Linked DNA regions of Zea mays: region 1 is linked to region 2. Evidence: chromatin contacts called from public Hi-C data. All regions are on one chromosome and are shown on one strand. The core of a region is the stretch at or near the end of the contact, and the rest is flanking DNA. Distances in the headings are between cores, read along the strand shown. Region 1 holds the start of LOC541641 (histidine kinase 2). Region 2 holds the start of LOC100193727.

What was found. A called contact is a pair of places that touch in the nucleus more often than the background predicts.
Region 1: a contact with region 2 is called in a Hi-C map of leaf, with 4 times the contacts expected there. The contact joins the promoter of LOC541641 here to the promoter of LOC100193727 in region 2. A contact is called at or near these places in 12 of 25 Hi-C or Micro-C datasets (bundle sheath, ear, leaf and 4 more).

What each region holds. Positions count from the first base shown.
Region 1 is chr3:161,078,898-161,083,244 of Zm-B73-REFERENCE-NAM-5.0, reverse strand. LOC541641 (histidine kinase 2) reads right to left here and starts at 1,255. Exons shown (of 12, transcript NR_158574.1): 1 at 83-1,255.
Region 2 is chr3:160,875,366-160,879,285 of Zm-B73-REFERENCE-NAM-5.0, reverse strand. It overlaps LOC100193727, which reads right to left and starts at 1,488. Exons shown (of 2, transcript NM_001138815.1): 1 at 1,289-1,488. The coding sequence starts at 1,377.

The DNA of each region.
Region 1 (4,347 bases), core at 6-2,505, 200 kb before region 2:
CGCCCGGGAGAAGAAATCTTGCTTAGCCTTAGATTGAGGTGAAGGAACACTCCCTAGGATAGCAGCACAGCAGGGTACCTACCTGGTCGATGGCGGAGGGTGTCTTGGAGTGGTGGAAGGTGGAGACGAGGATGGCGAGCGCCTGGAGGTGGTTCATGCTGACGTTAAATTGGTCCTGGAGCATGCGCGCGCGCTCGTCGCACATGCTGGCGAGAGACTCCCGGCGCTTGCCGACGGCCTGGTAGCTCATGCAAAGGTAGATGAGGGAGGCGACGAGGACCCAAGAGCTGACCCAGAGCGGGATGAGCCAGCTGGAGCTGTCCCGCACCTTGCGCATCCGGTAGTTAGTGAAGAGGTGCGTCCGCAGCGTCCTGGCCGACAGCTTCTCCGGCAGGCGGAGCGGCGGCAGGAGGACGCGCATCCGATCGAGGCTCAGGAAGCCGAGCCCGGGAGCGCCGCCCTTCTCCCCCATCCCGGCTCCACCGCTCCTCCCGCGCGCCGTAACGGTCATTCCCCTTTCCCTTTCCTCGCGGGTCGGGGAGCTAGCGCTACATCTCCTTCCGGACGCCGGCGGCGGCGCGGCGGCTGATGCTGCTTCTCCGGCGGCCGAGGCCCGCGGCGCGCATGCTCCGGCGGGCGTCCGCGTGATCGACGGACCGATCGGGGGAGACACGGGGCGGGTGCGACGACAGGGGGCGGAAGGGGCCGGAACGCGGGGAGCTAATTTATGGAGGCCGCCGTGCTGTAGCAGCCGCCCACCCGCCCACTGTTGGCTCCAATTGAATGCCCCCGAGGGAGCAGGCACGTCCGCAAGGGGCAGGCTTTCTTTCCTCCACCCCCGCCCCTCTCTCTTTCTCCCTCTCTTCCCCCTTCCTCTTGATTTCTCGCCGCACAGGCTTGATTTCTCCAGGAAGGAAGCAGCGGCAAATCTTGGGAGCCGCTGGTTTGACCAGACACCAGAGGACGGGAGGGGAGCAGGGCGGCTGAGGAGAGAGGATACGAATACGAAACGACTAGCGAGTAGAAGCACGGGACGGACGGGAATAGCAACAGCAACAGCGAGCGGACAGAGGATGGTATTGGTGCCGGCGGGAGACGAGGAGATTGGGGGAGAAAAGCGACCAAGCAGGTGAGGTGCGACGAGACGAGAGGGTGGAGGGGAGGAGACTGGGGAGAAAAGCGACCAAGCTGCAGGCGGGGTGAGACGAGAGGGTGAAGTGGGGGCAGAACAGAGCAGAGCAGAGCAGCACTGCAGCTGCTGCGGTAGGGGCGCTCTCTCGGCTGGTCGAGGGGAGAAGAGGGATTGGGGCACGGAGGAAGAAGGGAAAGGAGAGGTGGCACCAGTCACAACAGTAGGAGAGGCCAGCAAGCCGTTTGTCATCGTCGATAGGGAGTTTTCGTATCTCTATTTTACGGTGGCAGGTGTAAATTTGCTACAGATAGTATTAACTGCTCTATGCTCTATAATTTTACTGTTTCGCTGATGTGTCACGCCAAATGAATACACCACATAGATCCTATTTCGAATGGAGGGATATGTAAAAAATCAGCTTTACCTTCAATCATATCTCTTTGCTAATCATTGCCAGTGGGGCAATAATGACAAAGTTGTAGACCGGTTACTATTTACCATAGCAAATTTTAGTTCTCATAATAAAACTACCAGACATAGACAAGTTGTTGGATTAGCTTTAATCTAAAACGGTTTTTACTGTATTTTATATTTGTGTATTACACCTGCAGCGGTATGAATATCTAGCTTTAATCCGAAGCGAAGAGACTGAGAAATGATGTCTATATCAATATCAAATAGTTAAATATTTCACATGCAGGTGGCAATCTCATCTTCCCCGGACCTACTCTTCTATGGGCCTTCCCCTTATTAGATTATCTTCAGTAGTCTCCTTACAACATTCCGTGTTTCATATTTGATACTGTAAACAGTACATACTATAGTAAAAATTGTGTTTTACACGTCCATATACACACTTAGCTGTAGATAGCTTTATGGTTAGAGCAAGGTTAATAATATAGCTTATAATAGGGGTTATAATGTTGTCATGTCATGTACTATTAGCTAAAAGTCTAGTCAATAAGTTATATGTTTAATACTTGGTTCATCTCTTACTCTCACAAATTATGTTGAAGACTGTGTTTAGCCCGCTTTCAGCTGGCTATTATGATCAGCATGTTCTCTTTCTCTCTTTATTTCTTTTTCTTCCGCATCACCATAAATCTGACATGAGATATCTTACTCCGTCTACATCACCTTATTATACTTGATCTTATGAGCTGATCCTCTCGTCATGTCGTGCACCCCTCACTAACTTGTACTTAATCACCTTCATCACTCCATAGGCCTCGGAGCAAAGGAATAAAAACACATCATTCGATATTCGAAAGAATAACTACACCACAAAATCTCATAAAAAGCCACTAAGAGACTCGGTGCCAGCTTGGGACCCCTAGTGCCTTGAGACGTCCTAGGACAAAACAATCTAAGTCCTTAAGGACCATCGTGCTCGAGTCTCTAATCAGCAAATCAACTCCCTAGGATCCCTCATGCTCCGAGATGCTCATGAGTTTAAGTCCCTAGGGCCCTCGTGTCGTAGGACGTTATGAAGGATACGAGTGCTTAGGGCAGTCTGTCCCCTAGAGCACTTAACATCACTTAGAGGTTCGAGGCCCTCTACTGGCCCTCGAATTCCTATAGTCCCAACCTCTCATTATGAGAGTGGTCGGACCCTGAATTCTATGGTTTGAAGCCCCCGTGGTATACAACTAAGTGTAATCCTGTCAAAAGACTGAAGGATGTGTTTGATTTCACTAGATTCACTTGGATATTCTTTCTTCATGATAAATCAAGTGTATATGAAACCTTCGAGTATTTTGTTAAAAGAGCTCAAAATGAACTTCAGAATAACATAAATAAAGTTAGAAGTGATAATGGTATAGGGTTAAAAATGCAAGAGTTGACAAATATTGTGATGACAAGGATATCAAACTTGAATTTTTAACCGAATATACTTTGGAGCAGAATGGTATAATTGAAAGGAAGAATAAGATTATTATTGATATGGTAAGATATACGCTCTCAGAATACAATGTTTGGATTCATTTTGGGCGAAGTTATCAATATTGTGTAACACCTCTAGACTATCCCTTAGAGTCAATTTGATTTTTTGGCAAGAACCATTAGAGGAGAGATAGTTATTTTCAAAATAGAGTTTGAATTATGTGATGCATTCATCTTGGAGCAAGGATTTTTCTTGTTATAGAATTTCAAAAAGATTTGCTTTGGTGCTCTATTTATTTTTGTGAAGGCTAATTTATTTTAATTATATGGGACTATCGGTACCCTGAATCAGGGGTACCCCTTACTACAGTATGAAGACACAATGCCCGTGCGGCGATCTCTAACCGCGCGGTGAACAGCACCCGACCCCACCATGTGGACGGCTCAAGAGGCGCCACGTGACCAGGAAAGATGATATATCCCAGGATGCAATCAGTTGGACCGGACCTCCGCGAGGAAGCGCCGGACCCCTGTACGCACAACCCAGACCCCCGAATACGGTTCGGGACTCCCAAGTAGTGTGTCGGGTCCCTTGGATGGGGTCCGGATCCCTCTGAGTAAGGTCCGGGCCACCCACAGCGAGGTCCCGGGACAGGGGATGCCCTGGCCTAAGCAAGGGTCCGGTACTGACACGTGTCCAGGCCTTATCCTGTGCGCTTGCGCTCCCCGCTCAGGCGGAGACCCGATGCTGCCACATGGCTTGTTGCCCGTGACGTAAGCCAGCGGGCGGAGCCTGACGTAAGGCCTCTGGGCCGCGCGGTCTTTGCATTTATTGTGGAGAGGACGCGCCGCCTATCCACCCTACTGACAGGTGATGTGCCCCCTCAGCATTTAATGTGTCCTGTCCACTCCGTTGGCAGGCGGCGCCAGGGCCATCCTGCAGACAGCGTGCATGTCCAGTCCATTGTCAAATAGTGCTCCCGTGCTGCGGGGTGCACTGTGCCCATCATCACTTATACGAGAAGCTTCCCCTGCACGCCGATACTGCGCAGATCTTGAATGACAGGGCGAAGGAAGATTGCTCCAGCAGCGAACATTAGTAGATCCATGTACCACATCCGTTATGTTCCTGGGCCCACATGTCGGGGCTCAGTACCCTTGTACGTGCCCCCCTTAGCTATAAAAGGGGAGACATGCAATGTTTCAGGGAGGACAAGCTCACACAGACACACTTAGACCCAGCTCAGGCTCACAAGTTCATACAAGCTCTCAAGCTCAATACATCACACAGTGGAGTAGGGTATTACGCTCCGGCAGCCCGAACCACTCTA
Region 2 (3,920 bases), core at 239-2,738:
GCAGATTAGACTTGGTATACAGAGGATAATATATTATATTCTTGTGAAGGGAAACAAAAACTCAAATGGCTGGATTCTATGTGAATCTGAGGAAAATTGAAGCTGGGAGGATACTCTCCTTATGGCCTGACAGGCAATGCAGTGAAGGCCTCTTTGGATTACATCCAGGAAACATTGCCTGACATGAGAAGCTTGCCAGAACTCAATTTTACTTGCTACAGGATGGCATGTAACTTTCCACAGAAACAAACTCATACAGCCTAGTGAAGAAAAGAAATCGCAAACAGCAAGCAGCCAAGCACGACGACGCTTATCAAAGCGTGCATAAGAACAATAGCGGTGGCATAAGAGCTTAGAACGAGTCCCAGCATCGAGGAAGGGGGCATATTAGAATGGCTTCTCGGGTTTCCACCGCATGTCCAGCTAAGCCCTGGGACTGGGAGCACTGGAGCAGGTTTACCAAGTCCGCCTCCATTAAAAACCAGTAAAGCACGTGAGGTAAGTTGATTTCCTCCCTTTGCTTTGGTCCCCCTTGCCAACAAAGCTCCACGACGCGGCTCAAAAGTCAAACTGACCGGAGATATGTTAAGATTATCATCGGCGTCGCGTTCGCTAAACTAACCTAGGGTGGAGGCTGCCCTGGTCTCGATTCCATGGGGTTGCGTAAATAATAATCGTGTCCTATGCATGGGGCCAATGCCAAAACCTGTGACCATGGGGCACATAAACTAGCAACAGCCAACATGCCAACAGCAAAGTCAGCAAAACGTAATGTAAAACTAGAGCGAGGGAGGGTATACGGATTGTTACATTTCTACGGCGCGCGCCCTGTTCCTCCGTTCAACAGTGCCAAATCTAGCGCGGAGGAGGTAGGGGTGTGGGGGGAGTGGACGCAGGTAACACCAATTCGAGGGGCCGAAAACAGTGGATCGAAATCCTGTGGCGCACAGACAAGCACCCCAAAGATCCGGCCTAGTAATCTGCTTGGGGAAGTGAAACAAACAGGCGCGGCAGATCAATCAATCAACCGACAAAAAAACAATCAGCTAGTGAGGCCGGCAAATTCGCGATGCGATTGCAAACCCCCGCAGCGCGGCGAGCAGATCCGCGCGAGGCGGGGGCAGAACGGCGGGAGTATAAAGGACGGGGGCGGGGCAGCGAGGACGCGGACGAGAGCGCGAGGTGGGAGCGGAGTAATAACCAAACAACGGGGAGAGAGAGAGAGAGGGAGGAGGAGGAGGAGGAGGAGGAGGAGGCCAGGAGGTTTTCGTTCGCTCGTTCGCCTTGCCTGGGGACGGGGTTGCCGTTGGCGCCGTAGAGGTCCCAGAGCTCCTGGACCTGGCCGACGAGCTGGCGCAGCGCGGCCACCTCCCCCATCGCCAGGCCGCCGGCGCCGCAAGCGCGCGCGCGCCGCCGGCCTCCTCACCGCGCCCCTCCACTGCCTCTGTCGCTCGCCCCCTCCTCTACCTCGTCTTCCGGGTCGGGGTCGGGCCTTCCGGTCGCACCCTCCCTTTCCGCTTCGCTAAATGGACAGCAGCGAAGCAGGTGACGGCGTGAGGCCGCGCGTGCCGTGTCCGTTTGCGTGGCTTCGCCCTCGCCGTGTTCCCGTCCCCGTCCCGTGTGGTGTGGGTGCGGTTTGCTTTTGTTTGCTCGGGTTTATAGATAGCTAGTGTCATCGGTTGGGTTGGGTTTGGGTGTGGTGCGGTTTAAGTAAGCATCAATGATGTCTTTTGTTTTATAATTGTTTTATAATATAACTATGTAATATATGGTCATACTTTATAGTGGGAAATACAATACCAAGATAACACACGTATAAACATGTTTATGCTATTACTAAAAAAAACTATAATCATAATTTATGAAACATTAATGGCCGTGGTTTCCTTCTCACAAAGGTAAATTTGTAGATTAGAGAGTGGTTTGCGGGTTGCAGGTTACTATTCTGATGGCCTTGCTCTAGAGAGCCTAAACAAAAAATGGATTGTTGCCTATTTAATTAAAGTTTTTTTTGTATTTGATGATCAATATAGTTATTTAGACTAATGTGTTTGCTAGTGTTGTTTATTATAGTCCAAAGGATGAACGAAGACAACGAAATGATCAAGGAGATCAACACTCTAAAGCAAGACATTGAATAATTATTAAAGATCTATCAATATCATGCAAAAGAGTCCAAGACATAAGATGTAATAAGCCCACACAAGAAACACAAATACATAGAAAACGGGCTAGCACTGGACAGGTGCAGTGTCTATTAAAAATTAGGCTGAAGAATAAGTACACCAAACGCATATGTAAACCTAACAAGTATACCAGATGTCACATTGGATAGAGCATTGGACGTGTCCGATGATGCATCAGATCATTCACCGAACAACATGCTCAAAAAGGGTTGCAAATGCAACCTAGTTGGGTATAGCTTATCGAATATGTGTGTCGCAACGGTTACCTAGGCTTCAATGATTAGCAATGACTAGTTCACAATGGCTAGCTGACGTAAAACTCACTAGATGTGTCTAGTGTGTCATCAGACATGTGTGGTGATGTGCAGAAAAATAAGCTTTGTTTTAACTGCTCTTTTGGGATTGGGAGTGTCGGGGACTATAATTAGGGGTACCCCTAAGACTCCTAATCTCAGCTGGTAACCCCCATCAGCACAAAGCTGCAAAGGCCTGATGGGTGCGATTAAGGTCAAGGCTCGGTCCACTCAAGGGATACGATCTCGCCTCGCCCGAGCCCAGCCTCGGGCAAGGGCAGCCGACCCCGGAGGATCCACATCTCGCCCGAGGGCCCCCTCAAGCAACGGACACACCTTCGGCTGCCCGAGACCCAGTCTTCGCCAAGAAGCAACCTTGGCCAAATCGCCACACCGACCGACCGTATCGCAGGAGCATTTAATGCGAGGATCGCCTGACACCTTATCCTGACGTGCGCTCTTCAGTCGACAGAGCCGAAGTGACCACAGTCACTTCGCCGCTCCACTGACCGACCTGACAAGAAGACAGCGCCGTCTGCGTCGCTCCGACTGTTGTGCCGCTCGACAGAGTGAGGCTGACAGCAGCCAAGTCCGACCTCGGGCGCCATAGGAAGCTCCGCCTCGCCCGACCCCAGGGCTCGGCCCCCGTCTCGGCCTCGGACGACGAACTCCGCTTCGCCCGACCCCAGGGCTCGGACTCAGCCTCGGCTCCGGAAGACGACGGACTCCGCCTCGCCCGACCCTAGGGCTCGGACTCAGCCTCGACTCCGAAAGACGACGAACTCCGCCTCGCCCGACCCCAAGGCTCGGACTCGGTCTCGGCTCCGAAAGACGACGAACTCCGCCTCGCCCGACCCGGGGCTCGGATTCGACCTCGACCTCGGAGGAGCCTTCGCCTCGCCCGACCTAGGGCTCGGACCGACCACGTCACAGGGGGGGCCATCATTACTGTAACATCCCAAAATCCTAACCTAGGTTTGAAACCCTAATCTACCCCTCCCCTCTTTTCATCCTCTAATTCCAAAAACTCCCTTAGATTTTCTTTCATCATATGCATACACTTTGTTTGATCACAAGCACCTCACTTAGATTTTATTTTCCAACACCTAGAATATCCACCAAATAATTTTGTGCAAAAAGAAAAAGAAACAAATAAGAAATGAGTTGAGAAGGTAAAAAGAAAAAGGAAAAGAATCCCCCCTCTGCTGGGCCAATTCCGGCCCATGGCGCGACCGCCTCCCCTCCCGCGCGCCCGCGCATTCCTCTCCCTCGGTCCATTAGTCGGCCTGCTCACGCGCGAAGCCGCCCGCACGCTCCCCTCACCCGCTCTCGCTGACACGCCAGCCCCACCCGCCAGCCCCTCTCGCTCGCGCGTTTTCCCTCTCTGGCAGACCAGCCCCACCGGTCAGCCGCGTCGTCTTCCCCGCGTACGACGCTCCAC